4 separate regions of the Mus musculus genome follow, and regions 2, 3 and 4 are each linked to region 1. Evidence: chromatin contacts called from public Hi-C data. All regions are on one chromosome and are shown on one strand. Each heading gives the region's core, a stretch centred on a gene start, on an enhancer-like site or on the middle of the called end of the contact. The rest is flanking DNA. Distances are from core to core; before and after follow the strand shown. Region 1 has its middle 14 kb from the start of Gm40925. Region 2 overlaps Hivep1 (human immunodeficiency virus type I enhancer binding protein 1). Region 3 overlaps Hivep1 (human immunodeficiency virus type I enhancer binding protein 1). Region 4 overlaps Hivep1 (human immunodeficiency virus type I enhancer binding protein 1).

What was found. A called contact is a pair of places that touch in the nucleus more often than the background predicts.
Region 2: a contact with region 1 is called in a Hi-C map of bone marrow-derived macrophages, with 14 read pairs. The contact joins two enhancer-like sites. A contact is called at or near these places in 5 of 484 Hi-C or Micro-C datasets (the AML12 cell line, the P5424 cell line, bone marrow-derived macrophages and 1 more) and 3 of 115 datasets of contacts at active chromatin or transcription factors (cardiomyocytes, embryonic basal ganglia and stem cell-derived neural progenitor cells).
Region 3: a Hi-C map of Th1 cells shows a contact between it and region 1, with 1.8 times the contacts expected there. The contact joins two enhancer-like sites. A contact is called at or near these places in 3 of 484 Hi-C or Micro-C datasets (Th1 cells, embryonic stem cells and muscle stem cells), 4 of 115 datasets of contacts at active chromatin or transcription factors (the NIH/3T3 cell line, acute myeloid leukemia, differentiating embryonic stem cells and 1 more) and 1 of 9 other capture datasets (embryonic stem cells).
Region 4: a Hi-C map of bone marrow-derived macrophages shows a contact between it and region 1, with 18 read pairs. The contact joins two enhancer-like sites. A contact is called at or near these places in 1 of 484 Hi-C or Micro-C datasets (bone marrow-derived macrophages) and 3 of 115 datasets of contacts at active chromatin or transcription factors (Th17 cells and embryonic stem cells).

The regions. Positions count from the first base shown.
Region 1 is chr13:41,660,105-41,666,253 of GRCm38.p6, forward strand. No RefSeq gene overlaps it. Among named protein-coding and RNA genes, the nearest start is that of Gm40925, 14 kb to the right of the region's middle. Within about 2 kb of position 2,542, at least 153 of the 459 cell types and tissues checked have an H3K27ac peak or open chromatin away from gene starts, as enhancers often do. A contact at or near this core is called in Th1 cells, acute myeloid leukemia and bone marrow-derived macrophages, where this site is marked.
Region 2 is chr13:42,146,875-42,153,023 of GRCm38.p6, forward strand. The region is part of intron 3 of Hivep1 (human immunodeficiency virus type I enhancer binding protein 1); the gene reads left to right. Among named protein-coding and RNA genes, the nearest start is that of Gm32778, 37 kb to the right of the region's middle. Within about 2 kb of position 3,342, at least 82 of the 459 cell types and tissues checked have an H3K27ac peak or open chromatin away from gene starts, as enhancers often do. A contact at or near this core is called in bone marrow-derived macrophages, where this site is marked.
Region 3 is chr13:42,093,158-42,099,306 of GRCm38.p6, forward strand. All of the region lies in intron 2 of Hivep1 (human immunodeficiency virus type I enhancer binding protein 1), which reads left to right. Among named protein-coding and RNA genes, the nearest start is that of Hivep1, 44 kb to the left of the region's middle. Within about 2 kb of position 2,869, at least 114 of the 459 cell types and tissues checked have an H3K27ac peak or open chromatin away from gene starts, as enhancers often do. A contact at or near this core is called in Th1 cells and acute myeloid leukemia, where this site is marked.
Region 4 is chr13:42,070,299-42,076,447 of GRCm38.p6, forward strand. All of the region lies in intron 2 of Hivep1 (human immunodeficiency virus type I enhancer binding protein 1), which reads left to right. Among named protein-coding and RNA genes, the nearest start is that of Hivep1, 21 kb to the left of the region's middle. Within about 2 kb of position 3,178, at least 9 of the 459 cell types and tissues checked have an H3K27ac peak or open chromatin away from gene starts, as enhancers often do. A contact at or near this core is called in bone marrow-derived macrophages, where this site is marked.

The sequences.
Region 1 (6,149 bases), core at 1,292-3,791:
AGACCGCAGGAGGGAATGCTGGAGAGGCTGTGTGTTTCTAAGAGGTGGCCTGGGATATTCATATTACACTTCAGTATCTTCTTCCAAAGCAGGTGTTCTCCCTAAGTCCTTCAGAGGGATTTTGGCAGGCTTGCTAAGACCCAATCAAGCAAGTCCAGCCCACCGGTTAGCCGTGAGCCGGCTTTATCTTGTGCAGTATCTATCTCTTCCTGTGCACAATGAGCAGCTAATACAGACCATGCCAGGGAAAGGTTATTTCTTGTTTTAGATTCCACTTTAATGGGTAGTTAACCTGTGAGTCAACTGTTTCAGAATCTAGGTTCAGTTTCCTCCCCCTCGCCCCCCCCACCCACACCCCCGCCCCCGAGCAGGCTCTTCTGTGCGCCTCACTTCATCTGGGTACATCTTGTTTACAGGGCACCAAGCTTGTTGGAGATCCAGCTGGCCATTTTCCCTTTTGTAACCCGGAGCCCGCTGAACTGTGGGAAGACTGGGTCAGCTGTGGATAAAGCCAGGGGGTGTGGAAAAACCTTAAGGGAAGGAAGCTGCCCTTTAGAAGCTTTGACCTTCTGATTAAAGTAATAATTAAGCCATTATGTCTGTTTGGAAGGTCTTTGGGCTGGCTCGTTAGCTTTCCAAATAAAAATCTTCAACTACAGACTCCATCCAGCCCAGAACATCACCACTGGGGTGTTCGAGATCAGCACTGGTCACAAACCGATTGGTTTCAATGTTAAACACTTCTCATAGTCAGCTGCTTCTGCCTTATATTAGATTTCAAGATGAAAGTTACTTCCAAACAGCTCCAGCTGCCCAAGGACTCTTTATTCACCTCAGATTTGGAAGGGAACCGCAAGATGAGTTGTGTTTATTGGGGATGGGGTGGGGGTGGGGTCATCTGAGCATGTGCTTTTCTGTAGCTATCCACAGAAGCACAGGGGTCCTGATAGAAGCCCATGTAATTGTGCATGAAAGGACTCTCTGGGTGTCTTGGAACCCTCATCTCTTTCTCCTCCATCCCACCATGACTGAAGTCTTTTTCATACCAGTATGTGGTGAGCTTTATCAGAAGGTTAGAGTATGGGAACTCCTGCCCCGAAAGGATGGACAGAGACAAACACAGGAGCTCCAGAAGTCGCCGGGGCCTCCGAAGGGCTCTTTGCAGCCGGCCTCTTTCAGCCGGCACTGTGGAGATGGGTACTTTCAGAAATGTCTGAGCATGGAGGGCTCTGACTTAGACAGAGGTTCATGCCTCTGTTTTGTTGCAGATGGTTCAAGTTCCTTTGTTTGTTCTGTGGAAATATAATTTTATTCTGTCTGAACCCCAGCCCATGGGACAGTGTCACTGACATCCAGAGCGACCTCGGGCCAATCATTTCTAGAAGCACTGTCGAGCCTGTGCATGCGCGCACACACAGCCAAAGGCATACCTCACTAATGGCCTGATTTGTTTCTTAATCCATTCATTTTGATGTTTGCTATCAGCTATCCTATGTTATAAACTTACTTCACAAAGGAGAAAGGGGAGGAAGGGACAAAAAATCAATAACAGCAGATATATTGCATGGGCACTGAAAATTATGAATGCAACTGGAAGAAAGCAGAACAGGAACGAAGGGTGCGGAGGGTGGTTTGTGACAGAAGAGGGAGCATCGCAATAGAAGCTTCAAGTGTAATTTTAATGAAGCAGGGAGAAGAGGAACAAGAGAGGGTTTTTATTTCTTGTCATGAAGAATTGATATCAGTCATGGACAAATGTAGGACATATATTCATATATATGTCCCATACCAATGTGTATATATACACACAAATCCATCATGCCAGTATCTGTAGGCTAATAATCTAAAGATATTTATGTATACAATAATAATATTATTTATTTTGTAATTAGATGCCTACATAATTATGTATGCTTTATGTGTGTGTGTATACATTTCATAATTTTAATAATGTCTCTAAAAGGAAGTATGTGCCCTCAGACATTTGAATATCTCATCCAAGTCAGGCGGCTACATGAGAAATGTCTAGATCCCCTCCTAACATGACTGAGAGTTACATCTCTCAGTCATGTGAGCCGTGGAAGTCTGTGCTTTTGACCTGTTACTTTGATCAGGATTCGTACTACTGCGGGTAGACTTTAGTTTGAGGTGAGAAGGTACCGGAAGCAGCGAGGGTTCCTGGGATGCGGCTGATACCTGAAGGAGGGGAGGCTGTTGGAGCAGGGCACAGCTAGCGCATCATGCTACATACACCACTCCCAATCTCAAACCCAAGTCAGAGCCCTGGTTTCTGTTGTCTCTGAAAGGTTTTAGTGCACAAATAAGCAAATAAGAGACAAGGAATGTCCAGTCATTGTTTGCAGAGTTTCTGGAATTTCGCGCATTGTTAGTTTAGCTGTTCAAGAAGGCTTTGCTTCGCTGTTTATCAAACAGCAGCAGGCTCGTGAATAACTTCCTCGGGTACTGGCCCACATTCTCTGTCCCCTTGGCGTCTCTTGCCCAGCAAGGCTCATTCAGGGCGTCTTCCCAACATCCTGTCTGGGAATGCGCAGTTTTTCTCTGCTTACTAAGCCCCAGTGGCCCTTATTGAAATGACCTCCTGCCCAGGAAGAGCTGCTCTGGCGCCTGGCTGGAAGCAACCGTGGTTTCTAGGAAGTCACACACACACACACACACACACACACACACACGAGCGAGCGTGCGTGCGTGCCCATGCTGGAAGTCGTGTTCAGAAAGGGCAGAATGTTCTTCCTAAGGAACTTTCCTGACCCAAGAACCAGCAGGTGTTACAGCAACAGCTAAAACAGGCCAAGTCAGGGGCAGGGCACACACTGGAAGCCAGCCAGAACCACAAGCAGCAGCCCTGGTGACTAAGGCAAGCTGAGGCGGCATGGGGATTTTCCATGGGCATAAGAGAACACCATGTGTGTGGTTGTGTGTGTCTGTGTGTATATGTGTGTTTGTATATGTGTATGGAGTATGTATGTGGAGTGAGTGTTTGTATGTGGACAGTGTAGAGTGTATTTGTGTATGTATGTGTGGAATGTGTGTGTATACATGGAGTGTGTAGTGTGTGTATGTGTATGTGTGTATAGTGTGTGTGCATGTTGTGTGTAGTATATGTATGAATTGTATATAGAGTATGTATGTGTGTGTGTAGTGTGTGTGCTTGGAGGGTGTAGTGTGTGTGTGTGTTTGTTTGGAGTATGTGTGTATGTGTGTGTGTAGTATGTGTGTGTGTGTGTGATCATAGGTGCATTCAAGTATAAAACTTACTGAGATATCTTCAAAGCCAGCAGCATTTAAGAAAAAAACTAACAGCAGAAATCCATCTCAAAAGAATGTTGCTTACCTTAGCTAAGCATGTTCTAAAGCTATTGTGATTCTTTTCTTTTTACACTTTAAAGCAGTGAGTTACCATCCCCCCTGTGTGAGTGTGTGAGTGTGTGTGTGTGGGTGGGGGGGTTGAATGACTGTTTCACAGAGGTGGCCTAACACCAATGAAAAACGATGCTACTCACATTGCAATTCATAACAGTAGCAACATTACAGTTATGAAGTAACGTGACTCTATGTTTGCCGTTGCCACACCGTGAGGCACTGGATCAAGGGTTGCGGCATCAGGAAGGTTGAGAACCACTGTTTTAACGGGTTACCAGTGAGAACAGGGAGACCGGAAGTCTCCAAACACCCTGTGTCTTAGTTTGGTTTGCTGTGACAAAACACCCTGAACAAAAGCAATATGGTGAGGAAAGGGTTTGTTTCAGCTGACAGGATAGAGTCCACCATCAAGAGAATGCAGGGCAGGAGCTCAAGGCAGAAGCCTGGAAGCAGACACCGAGGCAGAGGCCGGGGAGGGGTGCGCTTACCGGCTTGCTCCCATATGACTTGCTCAGAATTCTTTCTTACAGCACCCAGAACCACCTCTCCAGGGGTGGCACCACCTACAACAATCTAGGCTCTCCTCCAATCAATCATTAATCCAGAAAATGTCCCCGACAACATAAGACTACGTGACAGTCTTATGGAGGCATAAACTGAAGTTTCTTCTTCCTGGGCGACCTAGCTTGTAGCAAGCTGACAAAATCATCATTATCATTATCATCATCATCAAAGACAACTCCCTGAACATTAAAAAAAAATCTAAAGAGGTAGAATAGTAAACTTTTTAGCAATGACACTTTTGTAATTATTATGCTTAAGACATCCATCCTCTAAGGATTCCAAGGACCAAGAAACTGAGTGCCTTGCAGAATCATGATTCCAGCTTCCAGATGCTTAAGGTACTGTGACCTCTCTCATCAAAGCCAGTGTCACAGGTGTATGACATTGACACAGCCCTGGACTCAAAAGAGTTCCTAATCCGGTTTCACTTACAACTGTGGCCATCTTGAAGCCCTTAATAGTTTTATCTAACTTGAAGACTTTAGTATGACACAGGTGAGCTGAGTTATGACAGGAAATGCATCTTTTGGTCCTTGATGCTGGCTCACATTTAGAATTTGAGATGGCCCAAGAGCACAGATTCTACTGAAAGAAAATATGAGTGAAGGGTGACTAGGACTGAGTAAGGAAGGAAGGATGTTGATTTTGTCCCGTTTATGCCAGAACTTGTCTTGAATAAAGAATGAAGACCCTGACTGAGATTTTAAGAAACATGACTGGACACCCTATGTCCCTTCTGTCTAATCTTGCTTCCCTGACTTAGGCAAAGTGATGATACAAGTTAACAGGGAAAGAGAGAGAATGAGAGAGGGAGAGAGAGAGAGAGAGAGAGAGAGAGAGAGAGAGAGAGAGAGAGAGAGAGCTGCATACATGTTAAATACCTTTATGTTTGAATTTTTAAACCAACATTTTACAACATAAAGGTCAGCAATAAAACTCATCCCAGACATTTTTAGATTTAATTTTCTTTACTTAGAATGACATTAAGTTGCAAAGTAAAAGATTCAGAGGTGAATGTGATTGAAGAGATGTACGTGTGCGAAAATGTCATGCTGAAATCCATTATTATGTATAATTAATATGTACTGATTTAAGTCAATAAGGAAAAAAGAGTTGGCAGGTTGCAAAAGAAAAGAAAATGCTTTACACTACAGCACCTTCAATGTGGTTCTTGCTTTTAAACAATTTTCATCTTTCTATGAGTGCCATTATATATGTGTGTGTGTATATATGTGTATGTGTGTGTATATATATATGTATATATTATACATATATATACACATCTATGCATATATGCATATGTGTGTGTGTGTGTGTGTGTGTCTGCTGGTGATAAATCCAAGTTTCTGTGGAAACACAAGGTCACTCTTGGCATGATTAGGGATAACTCATTGAGCAGTGTTCACGTGGCATGGATCTGGGGTCCACTGAAGTGGTTATATTTGGGGTTTTCCTGAAGCACACCCTGAGATACAGAATCTAATTTACGATGATCCTGACAAACACCCAGCAGTAGTGTTTTAATTAAGCTGTGGAAGGTGGGAAAGCCAGTGCAAAGGTATTGAGAAGGCAGTTCACTGTGGGCATCCCAGCTCATTCCTCCTGCTTTTCCTGGGAGGCCGGGTTCTCTCCTAATCAGTCCAGAGGAAGAACAAGGAAGCTAGAACATCTGTCTCTGCCTGGTGGGAAGTTATTCCTGGAGGCGTTAAACCCCCATCATTTCTGACTTGTTCTGCTCCTGGCTATGATGACCATGGAAAGAAAAAGAGAAGTAGCCCTAAAGGAAGAGGGTTGACATGTAGAAGAGGTTTATCAACACCCGTCACACTAGTCAAGCAGTACAAAACAAAAGAAGCCTGCTAGATTAGAGAGACTCCATAGCACCGAAAATACTTCAGCCCCAACTGTCAGAGCTCTTGTATATCCAGCTTGAATGTTGGTGTCACATCAGTCTCGGCAAGTGTCAGCTAAGACACTTCTAGTACTGTAGAGAAATGCAAGAAACTGAGGAGACTTCTGCAGAGACCATAGGACAGCCGAGGGGAACTTAGTATTGATCAGGAGGTCTGGAAAGAAAACCGCTGGGTCTTGTCAAAGACCAGCTTCAGACCTTAGAATCTACCTAGCCTTTAATGACTCTGACCTGGCTGTTCATTTCTGATTTGTTCAAGGTAACTAGGAACCATAAATCTACTGTCCACTCT
Region 2 (6,149 bases), core at 2,092-4,591, 490 kb after region 1:
TGAACTCTGGCTTTATAACATATTAAACCTTTATAAGTTTCCTTCTTACCAGTGATCTGATCTCGGGCAGGGCAGGGGCGGGAGTGGGGAGGGTGGTCCTGTTTTAGTCCCTATGTCACAGCACTGACTTTGTCCTTACGGTTCTTTGCAGAACTTTGCCTTCTAATAGAGTTTATTTTCCTGAATAAACACTATGGTTTGTCATATTTTAAAACTGAGAATTTTTTTCATTAAAATTTTGTAAAATACAGAAAATTTAAAAGAACTGAGCTGGCACCTTCCCAGCATTAACTCTTGCCAGAGGCGTGATGTGCCAACCCCCTCCTGGCTCTTTTGAGACTGCTTTGTCTGAGCTTGCGCATACCACAGCCCTCACCGCCTACCCCACTTCCCATGTTCTGGGTCCATCATTCCTCAAGTCTGTTGTATTGTCTGTATGTTTCTATTACTTGGTATAAAATTTTACTTTTATCAGAGTTTAGGTTTCTGTTGTAAATAAATTTTCCCTTATGTTTTCTACCAGCCTTGGTATAAATAGAAAGATTGCTGTTTGTGAATATGGTAAGGAGGTAGCACTCAAGACTTGTGGTCATTTCATTGCGTCTTTTTAAATGACTGTCCCCACAACATGCTGTGCATCCTTACCATCCGTGTCTGGCTTGTTGCACAAGCTGGTTGCTCTCAAGAAATGGTTAAGAACAGCAGTGGTTCTGGCAGAGGTCCTCTTGTCCTGGTCTTGCACTGCGAGGTCTCTGTGTCCTTTGCTTCTGTGTCCTGGTGAATGACATTGTGGCCATGCATGGCATTGTGTGTGGCGTGGCATTGTGGTGTACATTGGCATGAATTCATCACAGTTTCCCAGTTTTCAAGTTCTGTTTTGATTTTTCTTGTTTCCCTGGTGACTTCTTTTTCCTCTTTAGTTAGTTAGAATTGTATTGCTTAATTTCCATACAGCTGGGGATTTTCCATCTATCTCACATTATTTATTTCTAGTTGAATTTTGTTGCAGCTAGAAGACATGGTGTGCTCATTTAACTTTTTATGAGTCTAGTTTGACCTTATCGGATACAGTCTGCTTTTATTGCTCCAGATAATTCACTTTTATTTTCATTTACTAAGGTTATTATTATTAATTATATTAATGTGTATGATGCAGGGCATTGAACCCAGTGCCCTGAATTTTGAGCATTCACTCTGACATTGAGCTATACTCCTGACCATGCTCACTGCCCTGACATTCTATGAATGAGAGTGTGGGCTCCATCAAGGTGTCAGGGGCTGTTTCTTTCTAGAGGTAGTGAGAATAATGTGTTCTTGCTCACTTAGCCTATTGGCAGCATTGGGTATTGTGGCTAGACTCTCAAGGGCAGTACAACCATTGGATCAGCGTTTCTTTTCTCCAGTCATTCTCTCATTCGTATTTCTTCTTTATTTTGGTACAGCAGGTTGAACCCAACAGTTTGCATATGCTAAGCACCTGCTGTCTGAGCCAGCTTTGCTTGCTGTAACAAAATACCTGAGACTGTTGTTAAAGGAAGGAAAGGTTTTTCCAGGTTCAGTTTCTTGGTGACCCAGCTCTATGCCTTTGTACAGGAGGCAAAACAGAGAATCTTGGAGAGACTGTTCAGCTCCTGACAACCTGCCACAGAGGAACAGAAAGGCCAGGGACTTCTCTTTGTGAAGACCTGTTCCACAGTATTACAGTCTGATTATGAACCCATTAGTTGGTCAATCCCCTGAAGAAGTCTTGAGTCCTCACGATCAGTCCAGCTAACTCTCCAAAGTTCCACCTCTGAGCACAATTGCCTTGGGGTCAGGACTCTGGGCCCCTGAGTCTGAGGACACTCTGCATCTACAGTCTACCCTGGGCTCTCGCTCTCCGGCACACCCTGGCTTCTCTGTAGCTTTGTAGCCAGTAGGGGCAGGTCGAATCTTCTAGCCCAGTCTCTTACCTGACTGCTGGTTAGCCAGAGACTCTGCTGTGAAGTTTGAAAGGATCTCACTGTAATTCAGGGTAATTTCTTCATTCCAAAGTCCATGACCTCATCAGGCCAGCACAGCCTCTTTAGCACTTAAAGAAACCTGCACACTTGTTCCAGGTATCAGGGAGGTCACATTTTGCTGGCCATTGTTTTGCTTCCCACATGGCTATGCTCATGAGAGCATCTTTAAGGTGGTGGACTTCAAAGCAGAGCAGTAATGCCAGCCATCTTAGGATTCCTTTCCCGTTACACTTCCAGATCTTATATATAAGCTTAGATTCAGGTTAACGGGCTCAGCGTTTCAGTACAGGTCTCCTGACAGGGAAGTTTCGGATTAAGTCTTTGTTTTGCCTTCGTATGTATGGGAGTGCTGTAGATGCACGTATATATTCATGTGTGTGCATTGCGTGTATGTACTGGGGGCAGGCACTGACACTGGTTTCTTCCTGAGTTATTCTTGTTTTCTGAGACAGTTTTTTTTTTTTTTTTTTTTTTTCACACACCAAGCATGGAGCTCAGGATTCTGCAAGGCTAGCCAACTAGCCCAGGAGTCCTCCTGTCTCCACTTTGCCTGGTGCTAAGATCACAGACATGCACTGTCACACTGTCCCCTCCCCTCCCCTCCCCTGTGTTCCTCTTGCCTCCTCTCCTCCTCTCTTCTTTTTTCTTGAGTGTGGCTTCGGGGGATCCAGGCTGCATGTGTGCGTGCTCCGCCCCTTCCTAACAGGGCCGCATCTCTGTCCTCTGCTGTAGCTTTGTTGGTGAGCGCTGAATTGCTTCTCAATACAGCATTTTAGGCTGGCAGTTTAGTCTTCTTTAAGTGGTGTAAGAGTGAAGTAGATAAGAGGTTGGAAAGATAGGTGAGATTTAAGCAGCCGCCACCACATTACCATTACTTGATCATATATTCCTGGTTAATATTTCTTGATCATCTTCCTGGAGGGAAGGAAGAGCTTGGCAGTGAAGTGTTGTGGCTTCCTGTGCCTACTGTGTAAATCCCCACCTCTCCTGCTTTGTATTCAGGGCTGAGGATCAGCTGCTGGCAGAATACCTTTCCCACTGTGCCTTCCTCTCACTCTGCTGGTCTGTGTGCAGCCTGGTTTGCATGCTGTTCCCCATGTGTGTTTTAAACGCGTTTTTTGCACACCACGTTCATGAAACCTCCTTGACTTGAAAGTGCTTCCTTCTGCTCCCTGCCCAGGACTGAGTCAGAGATGTGCCACCTACGTGAACGTGTCTTCATTCCCGATAGTCAGTTGTCTTTGTCCTCCCTAGCTTCCTGATTATACATCCTCTTTGTTATGCATTTGATTGCCTAGTTCTCTGTCTTGTGGCTTCAGTCTCCTCCTCTGTCCTGAGGAGAGCTTCCTGTCTGCACACACACTCAGCCTCTCACCCTGAGAAATCGCCCTTCTCCCCTGTTAGTAATATCTGGGCTTTGCCCTTCCTGTCCAGCTTCCCAGGGAGAGATCCAGCTTAGCTGGGCCCTGAGCTCAGCCCCCCTCCCCACACTAGCCCCGTGGCTGAGGTGGATTTGGCCCCTGGGTCCCACTGACCATGCTTTCAGACCTGAGCCCATCCTCCCCATTCCTATGCCACAAGCCTGGTCGCTCTCCTTAATGCCATCGTGTGTGTTTAACACCCTGGGCCACAGGAGTGCCCAGGTTCTTCACTGTCATGGGTGTCGTTGCATCTTTCCAGGTCCTACCTTGTTGATTCCCACTCCTAGCTTAGCCTTAAGTCTAGCAATTACCCAGGCCTCTAATATCAGGCCTCTTTTCCTCTCCACAGCATGTTTTCTTTGGCTGGTCACTTGTTTACCTTTACAAAAAACAGCCCTCACTGTGCATTCCCAGATATCTGCCTCTTAGCCTAGACCTCTCTCTAGGGACAGAAAAGAATGTGCCTGTATACTTCATGTATCACAATTTTCAGCTTGCCGTGCCATCGTAGTAATTATTTTAAACGGTTCTGTAGTGTTACGTTAACTGCACTGCCATCATTAGCCTGGCCATCTTCCTGCTGACAATGACTGGTCCTCACTGTCCACCTGTGGTCCACAGTCCCACACACGCATGGGGAAGTGAGCGTCTGTGGTTGCCAAGTAAAGGGCCCCCCTCCCCTCTCAAACCAGCTCAGTGCTCCCATATAAAGCCAGGAAACCTTTGTAGAACTTCTGGAAAACTATTCTTAAGCCTTGTGCTTTGCCTCTGTTAAGAGTACTACCATCACTACTAGAACTGCTGACAGCTTTTCAGTCTGACACAGCCCTGGAAGAAGCTCGGAGTCCCCCTCTGCACAGCACCATCACCTGATCCCCTCCCGAGCACCTCTCATAGAGATCCAGCAGAATCAAGAAGGAATGGGTGGTGCAACTTCAAAAAGGCCTGGCGTGTGTCCTTGAGTGACTGGACTGCCCTTCCATATTCTCAGCCAGAGAAAGACAGGGAGAACATGAAAGATAGGAATCAATATGGCAGAAACTGAGTGTGACCATGAACACCAAAGTTAATGACGTCATAAATATTATTAACAAGAGCTCGAACTTAAGAGAATGAAATGAGATAAAATGGGGGTGGGCTGGCAGTGGGAGGAGATTTATGTGATACACACATCGTAGAGGGAAACAGTTCCATAAGTTGTCCTCTGAACTCTGCATGCTTCATGACATATAGACTGTCACACACCCAGATGGATATATATGCATGCATACATACATACATATATACATACATAAAATAAATACAATAAATTAAGAAAAGAGTGGTTGGGAAGATGGCTCTGTGGACACAGTGCTTGCTCTGTGAGCAGAGAACCTGATTTCAGTCCCCAGCATCCGCAGAAAAGCCAGGCCTGGTGGTACACGCCTGCAGTACCAGTTCTGGAGGGCAGCGAAAGGAGGGGCCTGGAGGTTTGTCAGCTAGCTGATATAGTGCAAAGGACAAGATCTAGCTTCAGTGAAAAACCTTGCCTTAAAAATTATACTGAAAAGCAATAGAGGAAGACACAATCTCCTCGAACTCTGGTCTTCAGATTGTACCTATGGACATACCCACACACATAGACACATAACACACAGGGGTACTATATATATATCCATATACATAGGTGTACAACACAAGTACACACACACAGGCATACAACACAGGTGCACCTCCACACATACATAGACAGATGTACTCAACACATCAGCATATTATGCAAATGTGCACACAATCATAGGCACACGACACAGGTGTCACCCACACATAGGCATATGACACAGGTGCACACACACACACTATACCGTGTACTAAAATTAAAGTTACACACCAAGAATTGACAATAGACATTTACAAATATAGCCGACATGTATGAAATGCAATGGCAAGTGACAGAAGGTCAGGTCCTATTGAAATTGGAACATGTTGCTCAAAATATTTTTCTAATCCTTAACTATAGATTTTTTTTTCAGAAATATCATAAGTAAACAGAAATATTTAGAAATTCTCTTTATTTTCTCATTCTCTTGAGGCAATCTCAGTGTGTGTTCCAAGACGGCCTCAAGCACGTAGTTCCTCCTGGGTGCTAAGGGCCCCCCTCCCCTCTCAAACCAGCTCAGTGCTCCCATATAAAGCCAGGAAACCTTTATAGAACTTCTGCACTTTACAGCCAGCTTTCCTTTTCTGTAAAAGCCAAAAGTTTTATTACTTTAATTTAAAACAACATAATTTTGAGTATTTCAGCTACAGGTTGATTCTTTGTAATGGTGGGCACCATTTAATTAAAAGAAAAATATGAAAGAGTCTATCATGGTGCTTAAATCAGTAATCCCAGCACTCAGGAGGCAGAGGCAGTAAGATCCCAAGTTCAGGACTGCCTGGCCTACACAGCAAGACCTGCTTTAAAAATATATATATAAACAATTTAAAAACAGCTTCTTCTGGAAGTTCTGTGAAATAGTAAGATTACCATGTGTACCCAGTTGGGACGAGGTCCACAGGCCACGCCCCCAGGCGGCTTCCCATCCATGCCTTAGAGTTGTTTGCTCTTTGTGACAGCTCACTGCCTGGCTTTTGGAAAGTGGGTGGGGAATCTGCCAGCTTAGGGTGACCACTGATTGATTCTCAGTTTGATACCCTGGTCTGATAGCTCAAAGAGAGCATGAGCAAGTCATGACACAGGAAC
Region 3 (6,149 bases), core at 1,619-4,118, 430 kb after region 1:
AGCTTTTATATTGGGTTTCTCCCCACCAATAAGTATCCACTTAAAATTTATGGCTTATGCTGCTTTTTAGAAGTAAATTAAGTACTAACATTTAAGACAGGCTTCACTATGTAGTCTAGACTATCCTGGGACTGACTGACACTTGTGACCTGCCTGCCTCACCTGTGTAAGTCCACATCTGGCTTATTTTTAATTTTGTATTTTCTTTGTGTATGCATATATATGTATATACAAACATATAGGCTATGTTTATAGGTAAAATGTAACTGCAGTGTATGGTATCTCTCTGTGTCTCTCTCTCTCTCTCTCTCTCTCTCTCTCTCTCTCTCTCTCTCTCTGTCTCTCTCTCTCTCTCTCTGTGTTTTATATTCCATGAGGAGAAAACCTATCCAATTGCACTTATGTGCTAGGGTGCACACTCGAGCCACTGTTTCTCTCAGGCAGAGCAGAACTATGGGAAAGGGTGGAACATGATTGGATATCACTACGATTGCTAAGAGATGGAAGCCTTTGTTGTTAGAGTTTAACGTTTGTAAACTCTTGGTTAGCAGTGGCCCCCACCCCAGCCCCCCATCACACTCGCCGCAGCTGCTCTGCAGCAGTCCTAGGAGAGAGCCCCTCCCTGCGGCTTCCTGCAACCGTCCTTTCCTATAAGCTGGCCCTGACTGATAGGAGAAAGGCAGCCTCTGTTTCACAATGAGTTCAAGCCCTGTGTGGGGACTTTCCAAAAGAGAGTGGGTTACCCAGAGAGAGCTCAGCATTTGGTCCGTCTATCGCAGGCAGGCCTCTAGGCTGAGAACAGAGTTTGGAAACTCCTGGCGCTGGTTTGTGCCTAGCTTGGGATTAAAAACCAATGTCGTTCAGGTGGAACAGGAGCGAGGCTTATCCATGACAGAGTAAACTCACCTAGTTTATATTGATTACTGAAGACGTGCCTAAGAAGCGCAGGAAGTCTCTGAAAGGGCTTCAGATGGCTTTTGTAGCACATGCATTGCCACCGTTGAAGGTTCTAATCTATAAAATATGAGATCTTTTTATAAAATGCCCATTGTATATGAAGTAAGTACAGTTATCTGATGTCTGTGCACAGGGCATTATTTGATGAGGCTTTTTTTTTTTTTTTTTTTGAGACAGGGTTTCTCTGTATAGCCCTGGCTGTCCTGGAACCAGGCTGGCCTCGAACTCAGAAATCCGCCTGCCTCTGCCTCCCAAGTGCTGGAATTAAAGGTGTGTGCCACCACGCCTGGCTATTTGATGAGTTTTAAAAAGTTAGCATTTCTGAAGGTGGTGGCAGGTGCTAATACTAATTGTGTGTCTCCTGTAGTCCATCCATGGTCTCAGACATCAGAACTGCCTTTTGAGATGAACCTAAGATGTCTTTCTTTGTCAAGAACCAGAAATGAGCCTCAGATCGTCCTTGTCACACTCACTGTATTATGTCGTCTCAGCTTGCTCCCTCCTCTTGTTCTTTAGCTCAACACAAGGGATTCCTCCCCGGTGGGTCACTTGGTGGCCCTCTAGGCCCCAGTGCTGTGATGTAGCCAGTGCTGTGATGTAGCCGGTGCTGTGATGCAGCCGGTGCTGTGATGCAGCCGGTGCTGTGATGCAGCCGGTGCTGTGATGCAGCCGGTGCTGTGATGCAGCCGGTGCTGTGATGCAGCCGGTGCTGTGATGCAGCCGGTGCTGTGATGCAGCCGGTGCTGTGATGCAGCCGGTGCTGTGATGCAGCCGGTGCTGTGATGCAGCCGGTGCTGTGATGCAGCCGGTGCTGTGATGCAGCCGGTGCTGTGATGCAGCCGGTGCTGTGATGCAGCCGGTGCTGTGATGCAGCCGGTGCTGTGATGCAGCCGGTGCTGTGATGCAGCCGGTGCTGTGATGCAGCCGGTGCTGTGATGCAGCCGGTGCTGTGATGCAGCCGGTGCTGTGATGCAGCCGGTGCTGTGATGCAGCCGGTGCTGTGATGCAGCCGGTGCTGTGATGCAGCCGGTGCTGTGATGCAGCCGGTGCTGTGATGCAGCCGGTGCTGTGATGCAGCCGGTGCTGTGATGCAGCCGGTGCTGTGATGCAGCCGGTGCTGTGATGCAGCCGGTGCTGTGATGCAGCCGGTGCTGTGATGCAGCCGGTGCTGTGATGCAGCCGGTGCTGTGATGCAGCCGGTGCTGTGATGCAGCCGGTGCTGTGATGTAGCCGGTGCTGTGATGTAGCCGGTGCTGTGATGTAGCCGGTGCTGTGATGTAGCCGGTGCTGTGATGTAGCCGGTGCTGTGATGTAGCCGGTGCTGTGATGTAGCCAGTGCTGTGATGTAGCCAGTGCTGTGATGTAGCCAGTGCTGTGATGTAGCCAGTGCTGTGATGTGCCATTGGTGTTGAAGTGGCTGGGAGTGTTGCCCTAAGACCTGGGCTTAGAACTTGACCTCGAGGGGTGAAGTAAAGATCTCGTTACCACATCTTTGAAAAAAATTGTGGTTTTCATTATTAGAAAAACTGCATTTCCTGTAGCTGGATTAAATGCCTTTATATTTTGCAGCTTTAAGGATTTCATTTTAAACTACATGTGTATTTACATGCCGGTTTGTGGATATGTGTATAGGTGTGCAGATGCCCAAGTGGGTAAGAGCCGTCAGATGCCCTCGAACTGGATTTACAGATGACGGTGAGCCTCCTGACATGAGTGCTAGGAACCAACCTCAGGTCTTCTGCAAGTGTTCTGTGCTCTCAACCACTGAGCCCGCCCACCCGACTCCAGCACCCGCCCCGCAGACCAGGAGACTTTCCGTGCAGCTGCTTTAGTCCACATGTCCTCAGAGGTGGCAAGGGAGGCAGTCTCTGCAGTGACCTATTTCCCTTGGTGTTTCAGAACGGAGTGTGAGAGACAAGGGGCATGGCTTGTTACTGATCTCTACTGTGGTGTGTGGACAGGACTGTTTGGTGCTCTGTCTAGTCAAATTGTACTGAGTCTTAAAAAAAATTGTATTCTTACTGACAGTTTCTGGTTCACTGGAAAGTTGTGTTTCCTGTTGTAAGGTTTGTGGAAGGTCAGAGCAGCAGCAGCAGTAGACAGAGGTGAACAGTGAGGAGAAGAGGCCCATGGGAAGGGGAAGCACCAAGTTCAGTGAGTTCGCCATGCTGCGTGCTGACAGAGCATACAGTGCCTGCCTGTCTCCTGTGGAGAGACCAGCAGAGGAGTCCCAAGCCCTCCCTCACTAGGCACTGGCTCACAGTGAAGAGGCTCTCAGGGGCTTAGAAAAGGGAGAACCTTGCCTTGACTACAGCCAGGGAGGCAGCAGGGTGCTGCAGCTGAAGGTTATGTGTGTATGTATGGAGAGAGAAGAACAACGACTTTCCTTTTGCGGCCCTATCAACTCCCCTGCGATGAGGAAGGCATGGGAGTGTAGGAGAGAAGCCGCTGTGCTGGCCCGTGGCTTTCAGCCTCAGCACAGATGCAGGGGGTGAGCATCTTGATACCAGCACACTACTTGTTGGCTATTTAAGGGCAACATTATTTTTTTCTCTGATCAAGCTTCTCACTAGAACAGTAACATTTAAGGGGCGTACATTTTCATTAACCTCACGCAGAAATGTGAGCCCCCAATGGTTAGTACCAGGAAAATGGGTCATCTTGCCTTTTCCTGTCCAAGGAGAGAGAACTGCACTTGAAAGCTAATGACTTTTGTGTTCTCATAGCTCTCAGCTCTCAGCAGTGCATAAAAAGTGCCTGTTTGGCATTCATTTACTTATCTGTCAATGTTGGTGGCAGTCTGAAGTGTTCTATAGTGTTATACTTGGTTCAGTCATTTGCCTGAGGAGCCCCTAAAAACTAGCTTGATCCGAGGGTTTGTGCTTTAGGAAGAACAGTATGATGTCCCTTGCTCCCTTCATGGCAGAAGAAATGACACTGTGTTCATCTATATTCATTGAAGAAGAATTGGAAGGTCATATACTCACAAGAATCGGTCATTCATAATAGTTCATGTATATATGTATATGTGTATATATATATATGAAGCTACATGTGCATCTATACATAAACATTTACACATATTTGTATAAATATGTACATATGTGTGTAAATGTGTAAAGTGTGCAGCACAGCTGACATGGTGTGGTATGGCACACTTTTCTGGTTTCCCACACTGTTCCTGATGACTGCTGTTTCCAGTGCTACTACAGTGGCCACATGGTGCTGTCACATGACCATAGTAACTGGCTGTAGCTAGGTGATTTCATTGTATCTGATTGACACTGTGGAACCTTTGCTATTTCCCCTCCTTTTATAGTTAACATACATGATTTACTGAGGTGCATTTTTTTTATTAAAAAAAAAATCACTTTTCTTTTCTTCTTCATTAGAATTTGAGCATTTGGGGCTGGCAGACGTTTTTGTTGTTGCTTTTAATAATATCTGTCTTGCAATAACTTCAAGGAAAAATTACCATCTTAAATACTAGATTTAGGACTGTGTTTATTTTGCCTTGGCAGAGCTGTGGGTAGAAGCGAGGCTCTCTGCACTATCAGCAGGTGAGGTAGTGCTGGCTGCATCTCCAGTTGAACACCACTCTTATTGGCCTCCGTCTTCATGCTTAATTCACGTTTTCATGATCTGGTCTCTCTGCTGGGGATACTATGTAGGGCGGGATGTGAATTTCTGCAGTGCTGCTGCCACCTAGGAGGGTGTGATATTTGATAATTATATATATCATTATAAAATCATATTTACAATGAACATTGATAACCAAAGTTACAGTATAGTATGGGATATATATTTAATAAATTGGAAAAGAAAGAACTACAACTAGAACCCTTGGTTTTTATGCTAGAGAAGTGGCTGAGTTGGTAAAGTACCTGTCAGTCAGGCACGAGACCCTAGTGCCCAGGCAGAAGAGCTAGGAATGGTAGGCAGGCAGTCAAGCCGATCCTTGGAGCTCATTGGCCCATTGGCCTAAGCGGTGGGAGCTACTGGTTCAGTGAAAGACCTTGCCTCAGAAGATACGACAAAGAGCTATTGAGGAGAAAGCATTGTCTCTGGCCTCCACATGGACAGGCATACAATGTACACAGACACACACAGACACACACACACACACACACACACACAGACACACAGACACACAGACACCCTAAAATTCTTTGCTAGTAAAATCTATTGTTTATTCATTTACTTATTTACAAATAACATTGTCTCTTTATATAACCAAGTAGGTCTCAACCTCACTGTCCTTCTAGCTTAGCCTTAGAAGTGCTGGGATTATTGTTCTAATTAAAGTAGAAGTCTGAGTGTTGTTACCTGAGGAGTTGCCACAAATCAGAAGACACAGCATGAAATTTTATTCTTTCAATCTGTCTGTCTGTCTGTCTGTCTGTCTGTCTGTCTGCCTGCCTGCCTGCCTGCCTGCCTGCTTGCCTGCCTGTCTGTCTAAAAACATGTAATGAGTAGGGCTGGAGAGATGGCTCAGAGGTTAAGAGCACTGACTGCTCTTCTGGAGGACCTGGGTTCTATTCCCAGCATCCACATGGTGGCTCACAGCCATCTGTAATTTCAGACCTATGGAATCTGATGCCCTCTTCTGGTCTCCACAGGTACTACATTCACAGGGCGCAAAGACTTGTATACAGCCAAAGCACCCATACACATAAAGTGAAAAACAAATTAAATATGTAGTATGCAGGACAAACAATCTCTAATTCTTTGGCTTGAATATTTGGTTTCTGGACTGGACTTACTTTTTGTCAAAGCTATTAAATCTCAAGAGTATAAATTGAGTTGTTTCTGTCAGCATCCTAGATTTGAGGAAAGAGATTTTACTGCAATAATTACAAGGCTTTTCTGTGCTTACAAAACAAGTTAGCCAAAATTAGAAACATGGCTGAAGTCAATGTATCAAGCTCATAAAGCCCAGAAAAAGACAAGCATCCTCTGAGACACTACTGTTCATCAGCTGGCACGGAGAGGGAACGGATGGGGTAGTGCCCCCTGGTCGGGCGCTGTGGAGCAGTTGTGCAGAGGGAGCCTTGTCACTGGCACCTTTTGTTACACACCCGACTGCTGAAGTCTCATGTGGGTTAAGAAGACTGGGCAGTAGTTCTGGGAGGTTAGATTAAACTTGGAGCAGTTTCAGGAAGATGTTACCCCTGCTACAGTATGGGTAGATG
Region 4 (6,149 bases), core at 1,928-4,427, 410 kb after region 1:
GACTCAGGCCATTGTTTTATGTCTCTTCAACCTAGAGCAGGTCTTCCTGCAGTGAGGGCTCTCCCCACACATTCTCTGAATGTCTTTATCTCCCCTTCACCTCAGGAGAACTGGGTTCATGGGTTGGGCTGTCTGGTCTGTGCTCCGGCTTCTCTTTGTCTGCAGTGAGAAGGCAGCTGTTTGTGTTGTCATTTCTGTTTTGCTTAGTCTCTGTGTGATGAGTTGGGCTTTCCATACATACTTAGACTCAGCGCCTGTCAGCAGCTGAGTGTCATGTGTTCAGATGCAGAGCTCACTGTGCCGTTCTTACATATTTAGGTGATTACATTTTTAATGAAGTTTGATAATTTTGTTTTATTTATTTCTTTATTTCGCGTGTGTATGTGTTAATGCATGCACATGCCAGTCCTCCCCACTCCCTCCTCCTGACCCCACAAACACACACAGAGAACACACATACAGAGGTCAACTTTTGGGAGTCAGTTCTCCTCTCCTATTACGCGGGATTCTGGGAGTGAACTCAGGCTGTTAGGTTCAGTGACAGGTGTGTCATCTCACTGCCCCCTTTATTTTAATTTAATTTAGGTAACTCTAAAATTAGCATACAAGGTATTATATGTTAAGTATTTTCAAACAAAGTACTTTCGTTGATTTTCCTCCTTGCCTCTCTCCTTACCCCTCCCCCACTACTCCCAACCCCCCAACCCCTCACCTCTGTCATCTTTTCCTCATTAATATCCTGTGATCTCTGGCCACCTCCAACCTTCCTAACCCTTCCCTCTCCAGCCCTCCCATTTTCTCTTACTGGTCATCTAGTAGTCCCTTGGTATATGAGGAAGACTGTTTCAGGACTGCCCACAGGTGCTCAAGGCCATTAGAGGAAGTGGCATGCCTGCACGTGTCTTCCTGTCTCCTTCATTATCTCCAGATCCCTTTAGTGCCCAGCGCAATCTCGGTGCTCTGCAAATAATCGGTGCAAATTATACTGCACCGTTGTGTGTTCCCATAGTTCCCATCCTGTACTGCTGCTGGTCACTTGTGAGTGGGTGTGCACTTGCACACATGCATGCCGTGGGACTCATGGGGGTCAGAGGGCAGCATTGTGTTGGCCCTTGCCTTTCACCTTGTTTGAGGCAGGGTCTCTTTTGCTGTTTGCCACCTCAGAGCCTCTGGGGGGCCAGAGTTTACCCGGCGCACAGTGGTTACCTCCCCTCGCTGAGCTTCCTGGGAGTTCTCTGGAATCTTGTTCACAGCTGGACAGGACCTCCCCTTAGACACAGAGAGCCCCTGCCTACCAAGTCCATTCGATTATGGGATCGCCACTGTCCTGACCGCGTGCCCTGCCTAATAGGGTTGGCAGTGGCAGTGGACTTGCTGATTCGCAGCCTACCTTGGGTTGAACTGTGGCCCTGACTGAGCTAATGTTACGGGGTCAGGAACAGCCTCAGGGAAGAATGCTTCAGGCCTCTGCTGTGCTGATCTTACCCTCTTGGTAAGTCTGCAGTGGCCATGAGCATGTGGGCATCCGAGTCTGCAGATGACTGTGGTAGATTTCCAGAGTTCAGGAAATGCTTGTGATGCCTGGTTGTGTTTCAGGGAGAGGATCGGTGCCCTTACTATACCTGTGCTGTTAGCTGTGTGTACAGACAATCCTCTGGCAGGCAGCATCCTGAACCTTAAGGGTATAGAGTTGTGCACAGTGTGTGCTAATAAGCTTCTTGATAAAGGCTCCTTGCAGAACCCCATTAAGTCAGCAGAGATCTACTTGCTGTTTGAAAGACTTAAATTACAGGGTGAATGTGCTTTAAGACACTTGTAGGCTCTACTGACTTTTACAGTCCACACTCTTGATCCCAGTATTAGCTCACTGCAAACCTTAAATGTGACCTTTTGCTACTGAAAGAGTGGCTGAGTTGGAGAAGAAAAAGGAAGGGCTTGGAGTGTGGGTTGTGGGTTTGGAAGTGAATGCTAGTTCTTCAGTTTGTAAGCTCTGTGGACAGCACAGTGCTTTCTCTCCCTGAGCCTTAAGCTGAGGGAGTAAAGCCAGCCTTATAACTTATTTTGGAGGCTACCATCCAGCACACAGTAGGGTCAGTCATTCCTTGCAATCCTCAGGAGATTGATCAGAGTTTGAATGCTTCAATTCCTTACATAAAATGTATGTTTATACAACCCCATTTAACTTCATATAAACTTGAAGTCATCTGTTGATGGACTCTACCCCACATAATGCAAATATAACTGACTGTAATGCTGTATTCTTCTAGAAATAGTGAGGGCCAAGAAGGGCCATGACTGTCCAGTAGTTTGAGGTGTTTTTTTTCCAACTATCTTATGGTCTGCTTATGTTTGATACTGTAGATTCAGAAACTATGGGCAGAGAGGGCCATGAAACCAGCTTACGGGTGGATGAGTAATTTTGGAAAAGTTGCCCTGCCAGATTTACCTCCTTTTTGTTTTTAAACCAGGCTTTGCTCTTTTGGTTCTCTCCCTGTCTCCCTTTATTTTATTTTTTAAATTTTAACTTTTTATTTAATTATTTCTCTCTCTCTCTCTCTCCCTCTCTCCCTCCCTGTTTGTATATGTGTTTGTAAGAGAGTGTGTGAATGTGTATGTGTGTATGTGTGAATGTGTATGTGAGTGTGTGAGAGTGTGTTTGAGAGTGTGTGTATATGTGTGAGAGTGTGTGTGTGAGAGTGTTTGTGTGTGTATGAGTGTATGTGTGAGAGTGTGTGTGAGAGAAAGTGTGTATATGTCAGAGAGAGTGCATGTGTGTGTGTGTGTGAGTGTATGTGTGTGTGTTGATCAGGAGTTGTCACTTACCTCTACCCTGGGATCCTGGGAATTGAACTCAAGTAATCAGGTTTGGCAGCAAAGGTCATTACCTACTGAGGCATCTTACTGTCCCACACTCTCCCACCCCAAAGCAATATTCCTGCCTTTCATACAGTGCATGGAGTGCACAGTTTTGTTAGCACACAGATTATACTGTAGTGCTCTTTGTACACACTGAGGTATTCCCAGTGTTCATGGTGAGTTGCTCTGACATCTCTATGTCATGGCCATACGAGTGCCCACCAACACTTTTACTTGAGAGAAGTCTTGGTGATGACGAGTCAGCCCATGTCACATGATCATCCAGGGAAGGGAGGTCTGTACTGGGGAAGTGGACTTTATATTTGGGCATTCTCAGGCTGGCTGTGGGAGGAAGCAGACAAAGGGTTGCCAAGAGTTCATGCTCTGTCGTATGACACCTCAGTTACTGGAGGGGAAGGGTAATTGGGTGGCGGTGGCTCCTATGTCAGTTGTGCTTATGGAGGACAGGATGGGCCTCGGCACATCCAGATCTTTCCCTTAGCACTCGATTCTTAGAACTGCAGTAAGTAGTTCCTCTTAGTGTTGGGAAAACTCTGCCAGGTTATTCTGTGTTCCAGGCTATTTTATAATGGGTTTTAAAACACTTTCCCCATAAAGTTTCTAGATACTACCTCTTGTTGGAAGCCTTCAGTTTATCCCGAATGTGTGTTTTGCATGGTGTGTGTGTGTGTCAAGGTTGTTCTTGGTTGTTGTGTGTTCAAGGTTGTTCTAGCACTTGGGCAGGTACACATTTTATAGTACAGACATTCAGAGGATGTCTGACTCTGAGAACTGGGTTCAGAGCTCTGTCATCAAGTAAAGCCAGGAAGCCCTGGCTGCAGGAGGAGGGTAGTATTAGTCACACTTGGACTTGACTTGGGTGCTGTCTAGCTTCGTCAGCTTAACAGTGAGCATCTGGCTGTCAGTTGTGTTCTGTGGTGAGGTGCAGTAGTCAGGTATGAGTCTCAGAGGTGCTAAATGGTCTTTTGGGATCTGTACTTGGTGTAGCAGTGAAATTTGGAGTTGTAGTGTGTTGGTCTGGATCCCCTCAGACGGTGATATCAGTGTGCCATTTGGGATGGTGTTAGAGCAATAATTAACTTTTCCCCTAAAGGCTTTAAAACCCATTTTTCTGGTGATTTCATCTATGAAGAAAAGTTTTTAAAAGACTTTATGATATGAAGTAGAAGTGTCAACTTTGTATTCACGGTGATTGGGGATTTTTCTTGTTTGCCCATAGTGTTGCATGAATAGCCCCTAGGACCCTGTGCCTGCCAAGAGCTATGGAGGGAGGGCATCAGAGTGTCTCTGACAAGAATTAGGGCTACAGTGAGTGTGTAGTTCAGTAAGAGGAGTAAGACAAACTCTAAATTATACCAGTTGAACTGATGACTAACTACTACACAGGAGAGACAAGGCTGCTAGCAAAGACAGTGACAGGCCATGAGCTTGCACAAGGAAGCTACTTCCCAATACCAAGAACTCTTTAGTTTTAGGTCGGTATTAAACCAGTTCTTCAGGTCTCACTTTCATAAAGCTATAGTGCATGCACGTATAATTTCCCTTCATTTGCAGATGCTGCTAGAAGCAGGGAAGCAGAGTGGAGGGAGTGAGGTGCTTGATGGGAGAGTAGCTTGCTGGATGACTCCTGGATGTAGACCAGGCTAGACCAGGCTACAGATGCTGTGTGAGGCATTCTGACCTTCTGTGCTGCTAGAATAGCCTAGAAGTACAGAGCATGTGTGAAAAGACCATGGGAATGGTAACTTGGGTAGGTTGGAGCTGTGAATGTGTTACACATGCAAGAAGTACCATCTGAGAGAATCATGCACTTAGCAAATGTATGAGAGGCTGCTGACACTCATGGTGTGGATATCGTTACTCTTAGTACAGGAAATAAGTATGTAGTATGTATGCATGCATGTATGTATGCTGGGGCTTGTACATGGTCAACAGTCATTTGAGCTCAGTCTGTAGAAATGAGAGCTGTTCATTATCTTATTGTTGTTGCTGTCTTGGAAGCAGAGCCTCACCGTGCAGCACTGGCTGATCTTGAACTCACAGAGATCTGCCCACTTCTGCCTCTGCCTCCCTGGTGCTAGGATTGAAGGTGTCTGCCACCATGCCTGGCTTGCTTATTCTGAAATTATTTGAAAATAAAGTTGGAGTATACTTTTCAGTAAAATAACAGGCTAATTGATATAAAAATGTCCTAGTTTAGGCTATTATTTTACCCTGCCAGAGGTGCTTCTGTGAGTGAAAACCAGGAGACATTTAAGTAGTGCCTTTCTTCTTAGATTTCTGGGGGGACTGGCAGTATTTTTAATAAAAATAGTATCCTACTTTTAATGAGGCACAGAGAAGAGGTGAGAGTGGCCAGGTCTCATTAGCAAATCCAGGCCCATGGGCCCCTTTGCTTGGCGTGAGTCCTTAGACCTGTGCAAATATAGCTGGAGAGCGGTTTCCAAAATCTTGTAAAGTTACTCTTCTTTTTAACATTTGCAATTTCATAATGAGTCTTAATCCTACATAAATACCACACTCAGGGCAGGAGCTTTTTTTGTAAGTCATGTTGAACTTTAACTGAGGGGTTGTTTAGGAGAGGAAGTGAGGAAACTCACCTCCTGCTGTAGGGCTGGACCTACAGAGACAAGACCGCAAGTTGGGAAGCGGAGAACGTCTTGTACCTGTACAGAGCATGTCCTCAGGCTTGGAGAAGCAGAACTTGGCAGATACAAAAACAGAAGATCCTTTTTTTTAGTTGATAAAGTTAGTACTAAATGTATGTAGTTTATTTTATTGCATAAGTTAATTGCAAACTGGCCTGGAGAGATGGCTCAGTGGGTAAGAGCACTGACTGCTCTTCCGAAGGTCATGAGTTCAAATCCCAGCAACCATATGGTGGCTCACAACCATCCGTAACAAGATCTGATGCCCTTTTCTCGGGTGTCTGAAGACAGCTACAGTGTACTTACATATAATAAATAAATAAATCTTTTTTTTAAAGTTAATTGCAAACTAACCATAAAGTAACACAAATAAGAAAATTACTCTCTTACTTAAAATGTAGAAATCAGAATAGTGTGAAAATAATTTTTATTTCCCAAAATAAAAATTCCTATTTTTTAAAGATTATTTATAATTTATGTGTGTTGCCTGGTTGACTGTATGTGTACCCTGAGTGCCCCTAGGGGCAGAAGAGGGTTTGGTACTCCTGGAACTGGAGTCTACCAGTGTTGTGTGACGCCGTGTGGGTGCTAGGAACTGAGTCTGGATCCTCCGTAAGAACTGCA